Linked DNA regions of Oryctolagus cuniculus: region 2 is linked to region 1. The links are chromatin contacts, called in public Micro-C maps. All regions are on one chromosome and are shown on one strand. The core of a region is the stretch at or near the end of the contact, and the rest is flanking DNA. Distances in the headings are between cores, read along the strand shown.

The links. Hi-C and Micro-C count contacts between places; a contact is called where the count stands out from the background.
Region 2: a contact with region 1 is called in a Micro-C map of ear pinna, with 3 times the contacts expected there. The contact joins the promoter of STAM2 here to the promoter of FMNL2 in region 1. A contact is called at or near these places in 2 of 6 Hi-C or Micro-C datasets (ear pinna and an unstated tissue).

Annotation. Positions count from the first base shown.
Region 1 is chr3:89,558,805-89,562,919 of mOryCun1.1, forward strand. It overlaps FMNL2 (formin like 2), which reads right to left and starts at 2,752. Exons shown (of 25, transcript XM_051849554.2): 1 at 2,617-2,752. The coding sequence starts at 2,733.
Region 2 is chr3:89,704,105-89,708,225 of mOryCun1.1, forward strand. It overlaps STAM2 (signal transducing adaptor molecule 2), which reads left to right and starts at 2,075. Exons shown (of 14, transcript XM_051848619.2): 1 at 2,075-2,600. The coding sequence starts at 2,345.

The DNA of each region.
Region 1 (4,115 bases), core at 1,502-4,001:
TTGCTCTGTCCTAAGGCTTTCCTAACAAGCAATAAGGTGGACTTCCTTCATTTTGTTTACCCCTTCCCCAGGGCTTTAAATATGCTGGAGCCTAGAAGGAACTGTTTTCCTAGCCTGAAACAGCTCGTTAATTATTGATGTATGCCATACTTACAATGAGTTGCTTGTACACTTTTCTGCACAGTATTACTATCTAGTTCTCCTTCCAAAAACACATACAGGATCTTTACTATGTAAGAAAATAAAATTGGAAGCAAGGACAACTCAGTTCCCACTATTGAATGGTATTCTTCTGCATTAAGTACTCAGACCTCTGCCACCTAAAACCGTCTGGCATGCCAGCTTAATGTCCAGAATTGAATGGGTGAACTGATTTCTTAGGCAGAAGAAAATCAAAGTTAAGAGAATCACTTACACAACTTCAAAAAAGAATTGACTGACCACAAAATAAATCCCGGACACTTGGGACCTCTATCAGCCGGTGGTGATATTCAGGAGGGAGTCCTTCTAACTCTTCCCAGTGATTTCCCAAGAGCTACTGGAGCTGACTCAAAAAGTAAACCCCACTTTAGTGGTCCAAGGGCATCTTAACCAGAAGGTCCTGGAGCTGAGACTTGCCCAAAAGCTTTATCTCTTCAGGAAAAGTCTGTGTGTCTTTTGTTTTTGCTTTTTTGTTGGAGATGCTTAGACTGTTGTAAACAATCTTACAAAGAACTGAATCCAGTAACTGTGTGTGACACACAGGAGAGTAAAAGTAGCCACAACAACCAACGCCCCCAAGGAGCCTGTGATGTTCAACCATAAACGTCTACATCCTAAATTAGCGACTGCCAGACTTCATAGCAACACAAACCCACCATGTTAATGAGGAGACATTATTTTTCTGAAGATTCATCCATCCCATGTGTTATTAATCAGCAGGGTAACTGAACGCTCATGCAAAAAAAACTGCTATCCCAGTTGAGCAGAACTTAATTGCATTATTGTTATTATTATGGCTGCTGCACTGGTTTCCCTGGGTCCCTGGCTCCTCCACCACAAATATTCAGACACAGACAACACACATGGACGGGAAAACAGAAAACCCAGAGCCATAGGTCTGGTACGAGGAGCATTTTGAAGAGAAACGTTTGTCTTTGCAAAAACCGGTCAAGTATGCACCCAGGCTGCCTTGAGAAGCAATTAAGCCTAAGCTGTTTCATTTCAGAGTGTCCCATCTTGCACAGGGTGAGCAGCTGGGGGAGATCACAGAAAATGCAAAGCAAGACAGGCAACCTCCTCTGTCTCCCCGACAGCCGCACAATTTCCAGGTGGCCTCCATTCTCCCCAAGAGCACAAAGCTAACCTGCCCTCCAGAATAGTACGCCCAGAGCAGACCAGTCCCTTTCCAAGGCCATCCAAACGCTCAGAGTTCAGACCTCGGACGACCGATTTCTGACCTAGCACTCCAGTCCTTTCCCAAAGTAGTTAGGGTACAAGCCAAAAAGCCCCGCAGGCAATCACAATCACAATCGCCGACTGCCTCCATCCCAAGTTTCTCTCTCTCTCTCTCCGGGCGGGTTGTAAGGATAACCAGCCAGGCAGAGAGAGATGTCCGAGTTTGAGGAATAGGAATGGGACCCATCTTGCCCGCTGCCCTCCCAACCTCCCTTAAGAGATTGGGACACTGGAACTAGAATTCTTGGGACCAAACGCAGTACAGCCCCTGGCTGGGACTAGGGCGAAGCGCCACACCCTCTGCAGCTCGCCAGGCTCGGGCTGGGAGGGGCCCACAAACAGTCCCAGCAGGAAAGGGGCAAAGACAGAGGTCTTCAGAGCGTAGGATGCGAGGTGCTGAGGGAGAGGGACCGCGGGAGGCAGCGGGGGATTTGTCTGGGTGTGCAGGGGGAGGGGTCGCCCGAGCAGTCAGGACAGCTCGCAACACGTCCCCGCAAAACTGCACATTTTTGTGGTTTAAGATTTAAGACCAAGGAGAAGACGCTGAGGTTCTGCCCCGCCCAGGGCCCTTCTCTCCCGCCTGGGTTTCGGAGCCCCCTCCTCGCTGAGGGACCAGGGCAGCCAACAGCTGCCGGTCTCCTCTCTCTCTTTTGGGGGAAGCTCCCCCTCGCCCAAGCCGCGACATCCGCCCTCCAAGTTCGCGTCCGCTCCCCGCCCCGCGCGGCGTCTTCGGCCGGCCACCTGCGCCCATCTGCCCGGGACCCTGAAGGCCCTGGGCTGGGCGCCTGAGGAAAGGGGCTCGCGATTTTTTTTTTTTCTTTTTTAAACAAACAAAAAAACCTTAGCGGCTTGCAGCCGCCTCCACCCGGCCCGCGCCACCTTCCCTTCACGCCCACGCCGCACCTCCCGGGCACACGCGCCGCGAGGTGCCTCTCCCGCCAGACAATGGGTTCGGGGCCGGCGGGGCAGTCAGCCCGGGGCCCCCATCCCAGGACCTGGAGGCTGGCTGGGCGCGGGGGACTTCGGGGGAAAAGAGGAGAGGCGAGGTGAGGGCGGCCACAATGGGGAGGGTGGGCGCCTCCCCAGGGGACAGGAGGTCGCGCGGGGCGCAGAAGGGGAGGGGCCGGGGGTCCGCCGCGCCGCAGGTCGGGGCCCCACGCCCGGCCGCCTCACACTCACCAGCACGATGGCAAATCGCTCCTCCAGTTCCCCTGGCTCGGGCATCGGCAGCTTCAAAGGCACGTTGTGCGCCCTGAAATCGGTCTGCTGCGAATCCATGCTCCCCGCGTTGCCCATGTCGGCCGGCGCGGGGGCCGGGGTCGCTACCGGCCCCTCGCGTGCGCGTCGGAAATCAGAACAGCTCCCGGCGATCCGCTCCCCGCCCTCCGCCGCGCCCCGGCGAGTGTGCAGCGCACGCCGCTCCCTAGCAGCGCCCGGAGCTCAGCAGCCCGCCGGCCTCCCTCATGCTCTCCGCCGCCCCAACGCGGCCCCGGCCTCTCTTCCTCGCGAGGGGTCGTCAGGGCGCCGAGCGCCCCTCTGCATGGTGCGCCCCCGGCACACCGGCCCCTGCCAGCGATCGCGACCAGCAGGCGCGCGGTGCCGTTCCTCCGCCTCCCGCCGGGGCCGCCGCCGCCGCCGCTGACACTCGCAGCCCCGGACCGGCGTCCGCAGCGCTCGCTCGGCGAGCACCTGGAGCAGACAAACGCAGCTCGGCGCTCGCCGACACAATGCCCCCTCGCGGCCCCCGCCCCCGGCCCCGCTCCGCCCACCGCCCCGCGGACTGCCGGGACGCGTAGTTCCTGCCGCCAGTGTCCGCGCGCAGAAGCCACGCCCGCCCGGGAAGGCCCGCGGAGCTGGACCGCCAGCCGCCAGGGCAAGGTGCGCGCACGAGAGCCCAGCCTTAGATTCCTTTCAGCCCACCGACGGAAGGAACTGCCTCCTCTGCCTGGCCTCTGAGTCCTAGGCGCGTTTCACAAATGAATGAATGAAGGAAGCTGGTCAGTGAATCACTGTATGGGTTCTGGCCCCTGAAGTACCGCCAGTGTCCTATTCACAAGCTGGGAGGGGGTGGGCCCGGGGCTGCTTGCCTTGTTCCTTCTTCCATGTACGTGGTATGTGTTCTTTGATGTACCTGAAACCTTGTGTAAATATAGCATACTGGTGTATGGTCACGCTCTAAGAGTTGGATTCAATTCACTTCCAAACAAGCACCTGCCAAATACCTTCCACTCCTGAGTTACTGTGTTCCTTTGGTTAGAGAAAAAAAAAAAAAAAAATGGGGGGGTGGGTGGAGGGGTTGCCTCTGGCCTGAATTACTTTCCAATCAAAAAATGTTCACAAATGACCGTGTTTCGTGTGAGTTGGACATGATGACAGCGTGTTGGGCGGGGGGGTGCTTTGGGGATGAGCTTAGGCTGCAGTTCTTAGTCCTATGCCGCAGTTTTGCTTGTTGTGCTAAAAGGCTGGGCTTGACTCTGCCATCCGGGTTGTGTTTCAGACGGTAACTATCCATTCCAAAACCTTGGAGGTAGAGAGAAACAGCCTTAGAAGCGACTTTAGCTCACTGCTCATGCTGTACATTTCAAAGGCACCCCACCCCCACCCCGTTTGCCTCGTGGCTGTGTTCCTGTAGTTGGTCCCTTCTTAGTGTAAAATGGTGCTTCTTAGTCCTGGTCGTG
Region 2 (4,121 bases), core at 825-3,324, 140 kb after region 1:
TCTTGTGATCCAGCTGCTATTGGCCTGGGAAAATCAGTAGAAGATGGCCCAAAGTGCTTGGGCCCCTGCACCCACATAGGCGATTTGGATAAAGCTCCCGACTCCTGGCTTCAACCTGGCCCAGCTCTGGCTGTTGGGGTAATTTGGGGAGTGTACGAGCAGATAGAAGACCTCTCTCTCTCTGTCTCTCCTTGTCTGTAACTCTGACTTTCAAACCAATGAATAAATCTAGGAGGAGGAGGAGGAGGAGGAGGGGAAGGGGGGAAGACCACCCAAAGACAACAGAGGAGATACAAACAAGGAAATCAGAGAGAAAATTCTGGTCTCTGATACCTACAGCTACAGGGAATGGTGAACACAGCCTGAGCCCTGGGTGGATATAGGTAAAACCTCACAGTAAATGACTGTTTAATTCCAATGTATCTCGTCCAACTCTCAGTAAAACACTACAAGGCATACTGAAAGACAAAAACGGTTTGAAGAGGCAGAGCAAGCAACAGAACTAGACTCAGATACAGCAAGAATGTTAGAATTATCACACCATGACGTTGATTTATGTGTTAGGGGCTCAAATGGAAAAATGGAAAAATTAATAATATAAACAGAGAAATAGAAATAAGAAAGAATCCAAAGAAAATACTGTAAATACAAAACACTGCAGCAGAAATGAAGAATGCCCTAATGGGCTCCTCAGCAGAAACTACAGGGCCAAAGAATCTGAATCTGAAAATCTAAAATGCAAAGAAAAGAAAAAAGAATTTAAAATAATGGAGTATGTAAGAACCGAGGGAGAATTACAAAAAGCATAATGGAAATATCAAAAGAAAAAGAACAAAAGAAATATCTGAAGCAACGACTGTGAATTTCCCAAAATTAATGATACTACAGATCCAACGACAGATACAACGCCGAACAGTACGAATTCCAAAAAACTCTATACATAAGTACATCCCAATCAATATACAGAAGATCAAAGGCAAAGAGAAAATCTGAAAGAAGCCCGAGATGGGGAAAACACCTTACTACCTACAGGGGAGTAAGGATAAGAACTACAAGTGGGTTCAGAAACCATGGAGGCACGAAGAGAAAAAGTGAACTATTTAAAGTGTACAATGAAAAAAAAAAAACCACCAATCTAGAATTCTCTATCTATTGAAATTAACCTTTAAAAGTAACGAAGAAACAGGCTTTCTCTGGCACACGAAATTCGAAGGAATCTGGCGACAGTGGAATTATCTTACAATAAATGTGAACAGAAGTGCTCAGGGAGAAGGAACACGACATAGGGCCGAAATGTGGATCTACATCTTCAAAACGAAAAGCAGTAAAAGAACAGGTGAAAATAAGATAAAATCTTTTTCCTTATAAAATTTTTCCTTAATTGAATAGCTAACATGCTAGCTATTAGTCCAATTAATAGTCACTGTGAGAGAGAGGAAACATTAGGACAAAAGTGAAGTCAAGGGGCTGGGGCTGTGGCATAGTGGATAAAGAGGCCAACCTGTGAGATAAACACAAGTTCGTTGTCTCATGAGGGGAGACAGACAACCTAGGAGGCAATTATGTCCTCGGGAAAACCATGACGGAGGGCGACGAGGGGCAGGGAAGGTGTGAGTCCAAGGGGTGCTGACATTCCAGTGCCGGGCCGGATGCGACGGCCATCTGTTTGCTAATTACTAGTCCCACACGGTCGCCTACGACCTCGTACATAGGCACTGCCCCTGTGAAGAGTAGGGGGTTTGCCTCATCCGCCTTCGGATTCCCGGAGTGAGCACTGCTTTTACGGCGAGGAGGCGGCGGGAGGCGAAAGGTACGAGTCCCTGCAGAGCCCTAAGCGCCGCGACCACCGCTTCCCATGGGCGGCTGTTCTCGGGGGATTTGGGGCGCAGCGCCCTAGAGGTGGGCGAGCAGAGCTAAGCCAGGCCTCGGGCAGACTCGCAAAGCCACCGCGCCGCCAGCGGCTCCGTTTCCAGGGCTACCGCACTGTGACGCGAACGCAGCCACGGGCGCTCAGCGGCCGCCGGCGACCAGACCTGCAGCCCTAGAACTCCATCAGCAAGAAGAACCGGGCAGTTACGATCCGCGCCCCCAACTCCGCCCGCCCCACGAAAAACCCGGGCCCGCCGCGCCCCCTGCCGCGCCGCCGGTCGCATTGCAGCTTCCGGACCTCCTGCGTTTCTCATCAGCAACTTCCGTTTCCGAAGGTCCCGGCTCCGTGGCTTGCCGAGGTCCTCGCCACGGAAAGGTGGCCGCGCCAAACGCCTGAGCCCTGCGAAGGCCTGGGACCAGGACTGCTGCCTCCTCTAGGTGGGCGGCTGCGACAGGGGCGCTGAGAGGATGCCCGATGCCGGCGGGACGTCGTCCCAAAAGCGGAGTCGGGGGCGGAGCGCCCGCTGGCAGCCCGTCAGGCAGGCAGGCGTCAAGCCGGCCCGCGGGCGGAAGAACGGGGCGGGCGTCCGGAGCGGAGTCGTCTAGGAAGCCGCGGTCCCGGGTCAGCCGGCGGGGAGGAGCTGCTGAGACCCAGCCAGACCGCAGGGACGCGGACCCGGACGCCGGCGAGATGCCACTGTTCACCGCCAACCCCTTCGAGCAGGACGTGGGTGAGTGCTGCGCCGGGTCCTGGGCGGCTGTAGGTGCAGCCGGAAAGTGGGCGGCGGCGACTCTGACTGCGGACTGGGAAGGGGCGGTGCCGCCGCCTCTGCGACGGAATGTTTTGGGGGCGATCTCGGCGCGTCGCAGGGGGTCTAGGGAGTACTTCCTGCCTGCGTAGGTTGGAGATCCCTAAAGGGCGGTGCCCCTCGCCGGGCGCCGGGAATACGGCCGAGCTGGAGTTGGAGTCTGGACTGATTGCATACTTAGGGAGTTGTCGCGAACTTTCTGCCCCTCTTGGAGCCTGTTGATGAGCCCTCCTGCCTTGGAAGAGGCGGCGGCTGTGGATACCATACTGTCTAGGGCAGCTCGGCGCTGGAGAGGTCGGCTGCCCCGTGTCGAATGGGGAGAGCTCACGTACACGCGCGTGCAAGCGCTGATGGCACACATTCAGAATTCATGGACGGTTGTACAGGTGCCGTCCTACATTCAGAATTCACGTACGGTTGTACAGGTGCCGTCCCTTACCTTCGATCGCGCAGATGCGACACGTCCTGTCTTGGGAGATGAAAAGGAAAACTCTGGCATCTCAGAAAAGGCTAGAACATCTCGCATTTTCTGCTTGAAAACTTGTCTGGTAAAAGTAGACTGCGTTGTTCTGCCCCCTGCACTGTTCCAGAGCTTCCCCTTAGTGGCTCCTGAGCCCCTGCAGGATTTAGTGGGTCACACTTTAGCATCACTTCGGTAAGAGAGTTACCACTGTTGAGATGAAAAGTACTGTTGTTCATAGATGATCTCGTGGACAGTGCCGTCATCCAAAGCTTCAGGCGCTTGCTTGTCAGCTCATGTGTGACTGGATTCAGTATCCAAAGGCAACTTAAGGATAAAAAGCTAATTCTACAAGTGGATGGAATTAGAGAAAGTGGAATGAAAGGCTAACGAGCTTACATTGGCCTTAAACCTGTATCAGGCAAGAAAAATTTGACATGTTGCATTTTCATGTCTTAACACTTTTTAATGTGAAATAGTTAATAACAAAGCAACTCATTAGTTGACTTGAGATGTCTCCTGAAATGTTTCTTTACAGAGTGTTATCTTTTTTACCTACAGTCATGTGACACATAAGATGTTTTGTTCAATGAGGGACCACGTACATGATGAGGGGCTCTTACAAGGTTGTGTGTCCTAGTGATGTCGTTGTTGTCTTAGTTTGTGTAAGCACAGACTGTGGTGTTTGTACGGTGACATGGTTGCCTAACGATGCATTTCTCGGAGGCGGGTCCCATCACTAAGCATCACATGACTGGTCTTCACTCAGCAGGTATTTCTCACTGCTTGATCCTCAGTGTCACACCTGTGTTCACTGAGCAGACATGCATCGGGTATCTGCTGTGTATCAGGTATTGTGCTTAGTTCTGAGGATGCAACAGGTGAATACATGGGCTTCTTGCCTTCGGGCAATTCTCTCAGTCTAGTGGAGGACGTACACACGTAAGAAGACAGTTATAGTGTATTCATCAGTTTTCTGTTGC